2 separate regions of the Mus musculus genome follow, and region 1 is linked to region 2. A link is a contact called in public promoter capture Hi-C data. All regions are on one chromosome and are shown on one strand. The core of a region is the stretch at or near the end of the contact, and the rest is flanking DNA. Distances in the headings are between cores, read along the strand shown. Region 1 overlaps Mylk (myosin, light polypeptide kinase). Region 2 overlaps Ccdc14 (coiled-coil domain containing 14).

Region 1 (4,051 bases), core at 966-3,465, 200 kb before region 2:
GTGGTACAGAATCCAAAAGCTACCGAAGGGTCTGTGTAAAGTCTCCCTCCCAACCTGGCTCCCTGACACTGTCTCCCCAGAAGCAAACAAAGCTCTTCTTAATCTCGCCAGATATGATATATGCACACGACACAGTAAGCAGCTGATTAATTCTCTTCCTTCTTCTTTCTTCTCCTCCCTACCCCTTCTTACTCCTTCTTCTTGGTGCTGGGTATCAAGTTCAGGATCGCATACATAAATACATGTGCCACTACCAACCTATACTCCCAAGCCCACTTCCTCCTCCTCCTCTTCTTCCTCCTCTCCCCCCCCCCCCCTTTTTGAAGAATAAACTAAAGCTGGATATGGCAACAAACACCGATAATCCCCACACTGAGGAGGCAAGAGAACAGTGGGCCTGAGGCCAGCTTAGGGTAAGATCACATCTCAGCTAAACAAAGCAAAAGTACAGGGTGGGATGTGACTAGGGATGGAGCAATAGTCTCACCTGTGTGAGGTAAAGCGTTGGCTTCATCCTACAGCTCTTCTTGGTTTCTCTCTGTCTCTCCCTCTCTTACACACACACACACACACACACACACACACACACACACACACACACCCCACACCCCAAACTAGAGAGACTGAAAGCATATCATTGGGTGCCCGCGGCAGGGGCGTGGGGGTGGATTAGAAAAGAGCAGTAAGGAATGCTTAAGAGAAACAGAAATGTTCACTTTTTTAGGTCAGGGTAAATGTTTCATGGATATTCACATGTCTGCCAAAACTCATTTAAGTTAAACTCCTAAAATACATGCAGCTTACTGTACCTTCATAATACTTGAGTAAAATCTGGGAAAGGCACAAAGGTAGCTAATAAAGGACGAAGACCACGACAGCTTTCTGGGTGCAGGCCTGGTCCACCTCCTCCCTCTCAGCTCTCTGAGGAGATAGCTTTTCAGAGAAGCACTTTTCCCTACTCTTGCCATCCTACCCCAGGCTGGCTTCAACCAGTCTCCAGGAGATAAGGCATTGTCTGCTTCTCATGCAGGACAAGCCCCAGGCTGTCCAGTGTCTAGCCCCTCCTATAGCATTTTGCTGTTGTGGTTTTTTTTTTTTTTTTTTTTTTCTGGTACTATAGGGAGTAATATTAGTAGGCCAGGCGCTATGGTTTGAACTAAAACTCAGGGTGAACAACAAGTTATTACTTTCTGTTTGTTTGTAGTAGTCGGTATCAAATCAGGGTCTGAGATCGGCAAAGGTTCTACTTGATCCTTGGGAGTCATGATGAGAATTCATCCTCAATATGGAGGCACTAGAAAGAGGTCCCCTGAGAGGTGATTAGGTCATGGAGTCACCACCCCTATAAAGGGATTAACGTCTTTCTCAAGAGACTGGTAAAGTTCTTTAGTTCTCTCAAGAGTGAGATGGGTCTCATAGACCTGGATTAGTGCATGTGAGAGTGGCGTGTTCTAAAGTGAGCCTGGAACCTGCACTGGTGGTCTTCAGCACGTGCTATCACATGCACCGATTTCTATTGCTTCTCGGCCATGACAGGACAGAGCATGAAGCTTTTGTGAAGACCTCTGCAGAGATCTGTGTCATGCTTTGTGTCCTCTAGAGCTAAGAACTAAGATTAACCTCTTTGCAAAGTATCCATCTTTGGGTATTTTGTTACAACAGAAACCAGACTAATACAATGGAATACCTCTCATTTAAAAATCAAAGATCAAGGGAGGACTCTAGTACTTTGGGTCTCCACCACCATAGGGAAACAAATTCCAAACTTTCTTTCAAACTCTAGGACTCTAGGGATAGTTTCCAGGGTGCTTTCTCTACCAGATTAAGGCCCAATTCACAACATGTTAATTTTTACCTGTGGCCACCGAAAGCTAAGCTCTCCCAGCCCAGCCTTTGGGACCATGGGAGGATGAGGCTCAGAGGATTGAATAAAGGTCAGAGTAACGCTTCCTCAGAGAGGCTGCCGCAGGGAGAATAAGGAACAAGCACACAAGAGCAACTAACACAGATCTGTTCTGTCCCGCCTCTGGCCACCAGGTAGTGGTCTTGGTCCCTGCCCCCAGTTCGGGGAATTGTCTTTTGATGGAGTGCGGCTGCTGGAGGACTATTGGCAGGAGGCTCTGAGAGTGGACTTAGGGAGCCTGTATTGGAAACGCACAGATCTACCTCATGTAGCCTGGACTGCCGTGGTCAGGAAAGCTGGCTGCCTCTGGAGGGTTGAGGAATTTCCTGTCTTTCACAGACTGAGAGGGCTGGAGGACAAAATGTTTCCCCTCTGCAGAGGACTCCTTGTTCCTGAATCTCTGCCTCACAGCCCAAGCCACGAGCTCCATACAGATGGATTGGAACTCCTTCTGGGTACAGCAGGAGCATCTAATCCCAGTTTGCTCGCCTTTTGGACTGACTGTCTGCTCTTCCAGGTCTGGTCATTCTCTCTCACTTCTTCCTATTGCCTGTTCTCTTACCCTGAGCTCCAGGAAAGCCACAGCACTCTGGATCCTGGCTGCTAGAGTCTAGAGATCTGTTTACACCACCCAACCTGCCCTGGGAGCTAAGAAAGGCATTGGGGGGAGGGGGGAGATTTGTACCCCAACATGGCAGCTTGCTGGGTCTATGCCTGAGGGCCCGTGCCCTGGACAAGTCTTAGGTTTCTATTGCTGTGATAAAACACCATGACCAAACAACTTAGGAAGGAAACTTTTTTTTCCAGTTTATAACTCTTAGGTCAAACTCCATCACTGTGGAAAGTTAGGACAGGAACTCAAAGCAGGAACTGAAGCAGAGGCCATGGAGAAACGCTGCTTAGTGGTTTGTCCTTAAGGCTGGCTTAGCATGCTTTCTTATTCTATCCAGGACCACTTGCCTAGAGGAAACACCACCCACAGTGGGCTGGGCTCTCTAGACATCTATTGTCTACAGGTTGATTTTTATGGGGGCATTTTTTCAGTTGAGGTTACAGTATCTCTGGATGACTCTAAGTTGTGGCAACCTGAAAATAAACAACAAAAACAACAACAAAAAGCCAGCACAGGTAGACACCTGAGACTTGGAGCTGGATCTGAACTGTAAATAGGCCTCTACCTGAAGCCCCACACCTTCACCTGTCTCTAGGGTTGTCTCAGAGTTTCAGGGAGTTTTGAAGACAGAACTTGAAAACAATATGTGCAACCACAATGCTTCTCAACTTAGTGTGGTTTCCTATAAACCTACTATAAGCAACAAAGTATGGTAAGTTTAAAATGCATTTGGTGAACCGAATACTACAGAGAGTATTGCAGCTCAGAAACACAGCTCTGAAGCTCAGAGACACAGTTCTACAGAGTATGGCAGCTCAGTGACACAGGTCTACAGAGCATTGAAGCTCAGAGACATAGCTCTATAGAATATGGCAGCTCGGTGACACAGCTCTGCAGAGTATGGCAGCTTAGCAACACAGCTTGCTGTAGGGGACTGGCTGTTTGATCTTGGGGTCACAATGCTGACAGACATCTTGGGGTCACAATGCTGACTGGGTCTGTCTGCTCCTCACAACAATATAAAATTGAAAATTCCAAGTTGAACCTCCCTAAGTCCACGTTGTCTACACTCATCAATGCCATTTATAGACATCTCCTGAGAACTGGCCGACTCCTGCCTGCCTAGAGTCACACAGTGGACCTATCAGTAGCCTAAGAAGTCGTGGATCCTGAGCCTTCCTGACGATTATGATTTGACTTGTTTGTTTGTTTGTTTGTTTGTTTTTAAGTGGCCCAAAGCAAGTTCTGTGATGTCATGCTTAGAGAGACCATGGGACAGATCTAAAAATAAACTAGTGGAACTTCACTGCACCTCCCCAAGAGAGGAGTCCGAGGAAACAGCTCAGGCTTTGGATCCAGAGTGGCTACCCGCTCTTTCTTCCCTTTAGTCCTACAGGGACAACGGGAGGAAATAATTTGTTCTCCAGTCTGCAGGTTGGTGTCCCTGTTTGTTTTGAATCCCTCCAGCAGGTGTGGGGTTAATCACTCGGGATATGATGATCCTGAATTCAGGTCAGGGGTCAGCAGTGAATAAG
Region 2 (3,845 bases), core at 1,263-3,762:
CTTGGTGATGGCACACACCTTTAATCCCAGCACTCCTCGGGGAGGGGGTGGAGAGTAGAGATAGGAGGCGGAGGTGGAGGAGGGCAGAGGCAGGGGGATCTCTGAGTTTGAGACCAGTCTGATCTAAAGATGAGTTCCAGGTTGCCAGAGCTACCCAGAAAAAAAAATATGTCTTGAAAAACTAAAAATATAGTTCATTTTAGGTGATTCAGTTGGCAAAATACTGAATGTGGATTTTCTAAGATATGACTTTATTATTTAACTTTATAAAGTACAACTAATGTGACCCAGCCGACCTCTGCCTTTTGTTACTAACTGTGGAGAGCAGCTATGACTGGAAGTAGTCAACACATGCAAGGAGCAAGTTCGTATTCCATCCTTTTTTTGTCCCCTCTGTCGCATCAGAGCATGTGAGATAATTAAGTATATATATACAGGTGTATTCGCTTGCACAGTATTTGAATTCTGGTAGAAAGTGCATGCACAATGAACAACTGTGTCCAGCAACTGCGTGGTCCTCTCTCTATAGAGCAGTTCTGCTCATGGTTCTGAAGTGGAGAGCTGGCTCAAACAGGTTTTAGAGCTTTGACCATAGTCAAACCACATAAAGATTGCATGACTTATTGTGTCTAACATGTTTGAATTATGTATGCACAGCACAATAGCTAAAATGAAGGAATGGAGACACATTGCCTCATGTATTAATTTTCTGTGGTGAGAAGGCTGGAAACCTAACCTCTCAGCAATAGGAAAGCTATATTGCTACTTACTATCATCACTCACCATCCTGCACAATAGTTTTTTACATTAGTCCTTCCTCCTTTCTAATTGAGATTTTTTTTTTCATTCTTTGGCCAATTATTTCAATGACTTCATTCTTTTAGCCTAAGCTTCTTCATAGTTAAATAGAACTAAAGAAAAAGGTATCTATCTCCTTGGGTTGCTGAGATTAGAATGAGATACTATTATCCTTACCTGAAATGTAGGTGATTACAGCAGTGCTCTGAGACTCATGAGAGGTCACTCGAGAGTACAGTGCAGTGCTGAGCAAGTGAGCACTCAGGACAGGGGACACCAGTGCCACTGCTGTCACTGCTGCTGCCATGATTAAAGATTTTGGCAAAAGAAAAGAAAGAGCCAGGTATGGTGGCACATGCCTTTAATCCCAGTACTTGGGAGAGGGAGGTAAATTGCTTTCTTGAGTTCAAGTCCAGCCTGATCTACAAAGCAAGTTCCGGGCTAGCCAGAGCTATATAGTGAGTCCCTATCTCAAAAAAATAAAATAAACAAAAAACAAATAAACAAAAACTGTCTAATTTGAAGATGTTAAAGCTGCAATTTTGGGCTGGAGAGATGGCTCAGTGGTTAAGAGCACTGACTTGCTCTTCTGAAGGTCCTGAGTTCAAATCCCAGCAACCACATGGTGGCTCACAACCACCCATAATGAGATCTGACGCCCTCTTCTGGTGTGTCTGAAGACAGCTACAGTGTACTTACATGTAATAATAATAATAATAATAATAATAAATCATCTTTTTTTAAAAACCTGCAATTTTAATACTTAACCTATGACTTAACTATACTGTATTTACAAGGATTTTAGTAGTCTGTGTATGTATCAGCCTATAAATGGCAGCTATTCTGTTAGTTCCACAATCAATTACTATGCTTTCTAAGATGACATATTTATAATTCATTCCAAGCAAATGCCACTACTTTAAAACACACACACACACACACACACACACACACATACCAAAACAACAACTTGGCTCAAAGACCTTTTTCCTTTGATTTAAGAAAAAAGCACTAAACATGAACAGAGAAGCTAGTGAGCAGCTTGGGCTGTTACATAAAGTGGGGTCTGTTTAACATTGTAACAGCTAGTTATTAAATCAGAGAAGTCAATTTACATCCTTGTTAAACAAAAAAGTCATCTAGGGAGGAAGACTAGGGACCCAACACCAGCAGCAGCTGCAGAGCAAGCTGGAAGCTCTCCTAGACTACATGAAACCCTGTCTCAAGAAACAAACAAAAGCCCTAAAATGCAAGACAACAAACAGAGATCTTTTCCTTATTGGGTCAAGATAAAGTTCTGTGAGAAACACCAGAAACTCCTGCTCCATCACCGTCATCTGAATGACATCTAGAAAACACAACACTGCTACCAAGCATTATAGAGTACAGAAAAACAGGAAGTGCTCATCTACCTTCCATCAGGGCCTTGAGCTCTCCCAACAAGCACTTGGCAAGTCTGATTTTTTCAGCAGTCTGGCTTACATTTTCTGCCTGCTGCACATTCTTGGCTATTTTTGCATCTTGCACATGTGTGCTTAAATGCTTTCCTTCATTTGTGGCCTCTTCAAATTGTTCTTTGGCACATTTTTCTTCATTAGTGGCCAAGAAGGCTGGCTGTAACTGAGAGGGACTTTGGTATGCCTGACTGTCCGAGAGAGCGTCCTTCCCGTGAGCTGGAAACAGAGACGTGTGTGTTTGGAAGCACTTTAGTAACTCTGCTTCCTTGGGAGCTCTCTGTTGGGGCAGAATACAACTCGTAAGATCCAGCTGCCGACTCTTTGCAACAGCTGGACTGTCAGCGTGGGGAAGGCCACATGCAACTCCAGGATGGACACTAAACGGATCCCTGGGAACATCACCGTACTTCACAGAGGTCGCTTGACTTTGTGATTCAAACTGGTTATCAGCATCAGTCTGAACTTCCTAAAGCAAGAAAACAGCAAGCCTTCAACGTGTGAGCAGACATTGTAGGACTAAAAAAACACAAGTGAATTAGTAGTAGAACATAATTCCCTACCATTACCAATTTTGGATATTTTCAGCTTTCCAGCAAGCTGGACTTCCTCACTGCACAACAAAGGCTAGATTTTCAGAGCTTAAGTAGATCCCTCTGCAGTGTGGGAACATTAGCCACGATGAAAATAGATTGTTTACAAATGCCACACATGCTTTCAAAGCATCAAAAATTAGTCCACATTTAGACTCAAACATTTTCATTTTGAGAAACAGTTTAAGAAGCAAGTTCAGAGGCTGGAGTGATGGCTCATCTGTTAAGACTTGTTACTCTAGCAGAGGACCTGGGTTCAGTTCCCAGCACCCACATGGCTGCTCACAACTCCAGTTCCTGGGGATTCAATGTTGTCATGTATGTGGTGCACAGACATACATGCAGGCAAATCCCCACACAAATAAAAAAAAATAGGTATTTTATTTAGAAAACACACACAGAGCTTTGATAAAAATATATTCAGCAGGAATGGAGCCCAGTGGTCCTGTGACTGTCTTGAGTGTGAGGTGCTGGGTTCAATTTTTAGGACCACAGAAATAAAAATGTTTGTGCATATATTAAGTGTATATGAATTTTAGAGAAATAACGCTGTTAGTTCAATGTCAAATCAGAGACTAGTGATTTTACTATACAACTTAGCTCAGAGACATTTATCTTAAGAGAAAACACCCACAAAATACAGCTTAACTATATAAAAGGCATATTTCAAGAAAACAGTCATACTACTGTATTAAGTGAAAAGGCAGCACATAACTGTGAAACAAAGCTCTCGTTTTAAAGACGCAGCGTTAACCGAGTGAAAACACACTTTACCAGGACCAGGGCACTGGCTGTGCTTAGTGCTCAGAAGGCTTGCTTTCCCTTTTCTCATGATTTCTTCTCTTTCTCTCTCACTACTGTTCTTAAGAGTTAAACGTTTTTAATCCAAAAAAATTATGAAATTGGTTTTATATCCTACTATATTTGATCAATAAATTGAGTACATTGCTAAGATGACAGTTTCTCTAAGCAAGCCACTTCTTTAGTAACAAACTATATA

The links. Capture Hi-C pulls out chosen DNA fragments and counts their contacts.
Region 1: a contact with region 2 is called in a promoter capture Hi-C map of adipose tissue. The contact joins two enhancer-like sites. A contact is called at or near these places in 2 of 39 promoter capture datasets (both in the 3T3-L1 cell line) and 2 of 9 other capture datasets (adipose tissue and embryonic stem cells).

The regions. Positions count from the first base shown.
Region 1 is chr16:34,907,770-34,911,820 of GRCm38.p6, reverse strand. The region is part of intron 11 of Mylk (myosin, light polypeptide kinase); the gene reads right to left. Among named protein-coding and RNA genes, the nearest start is that of 1700119H24Rik, 30 kb to the left of the region's middle. Within about 2 kb of position 2,215, at least 39 of the 459 cell types and tissues checked have an H3K27ac peak or open chromatin away from gene starts, as enhancers often do. A contact at or near this core is called in adipose tissue, where this site is marked.
Region 2 is chr16:34,705,263-34,709,107 of GRCm38.p6, reverse strand. Ccdc14 (coiled-coil domain containing 14) reads right to left here. Exons shown (of 13, transcript NM_172824.3): 8 at 2,211-2,721. Among named protein-coding and RNA genes, the nearest start is that of Gm35150, 16 kb to the right of the region's middle. Within about 2 kb of position 2,512, at least 22 of the 459 cell types and tissues checked have an H3K27ac peak or open chromatin away from gene starts, as enhancers often do. A contact at or near this core is called in adipose tissue, where this site is marked.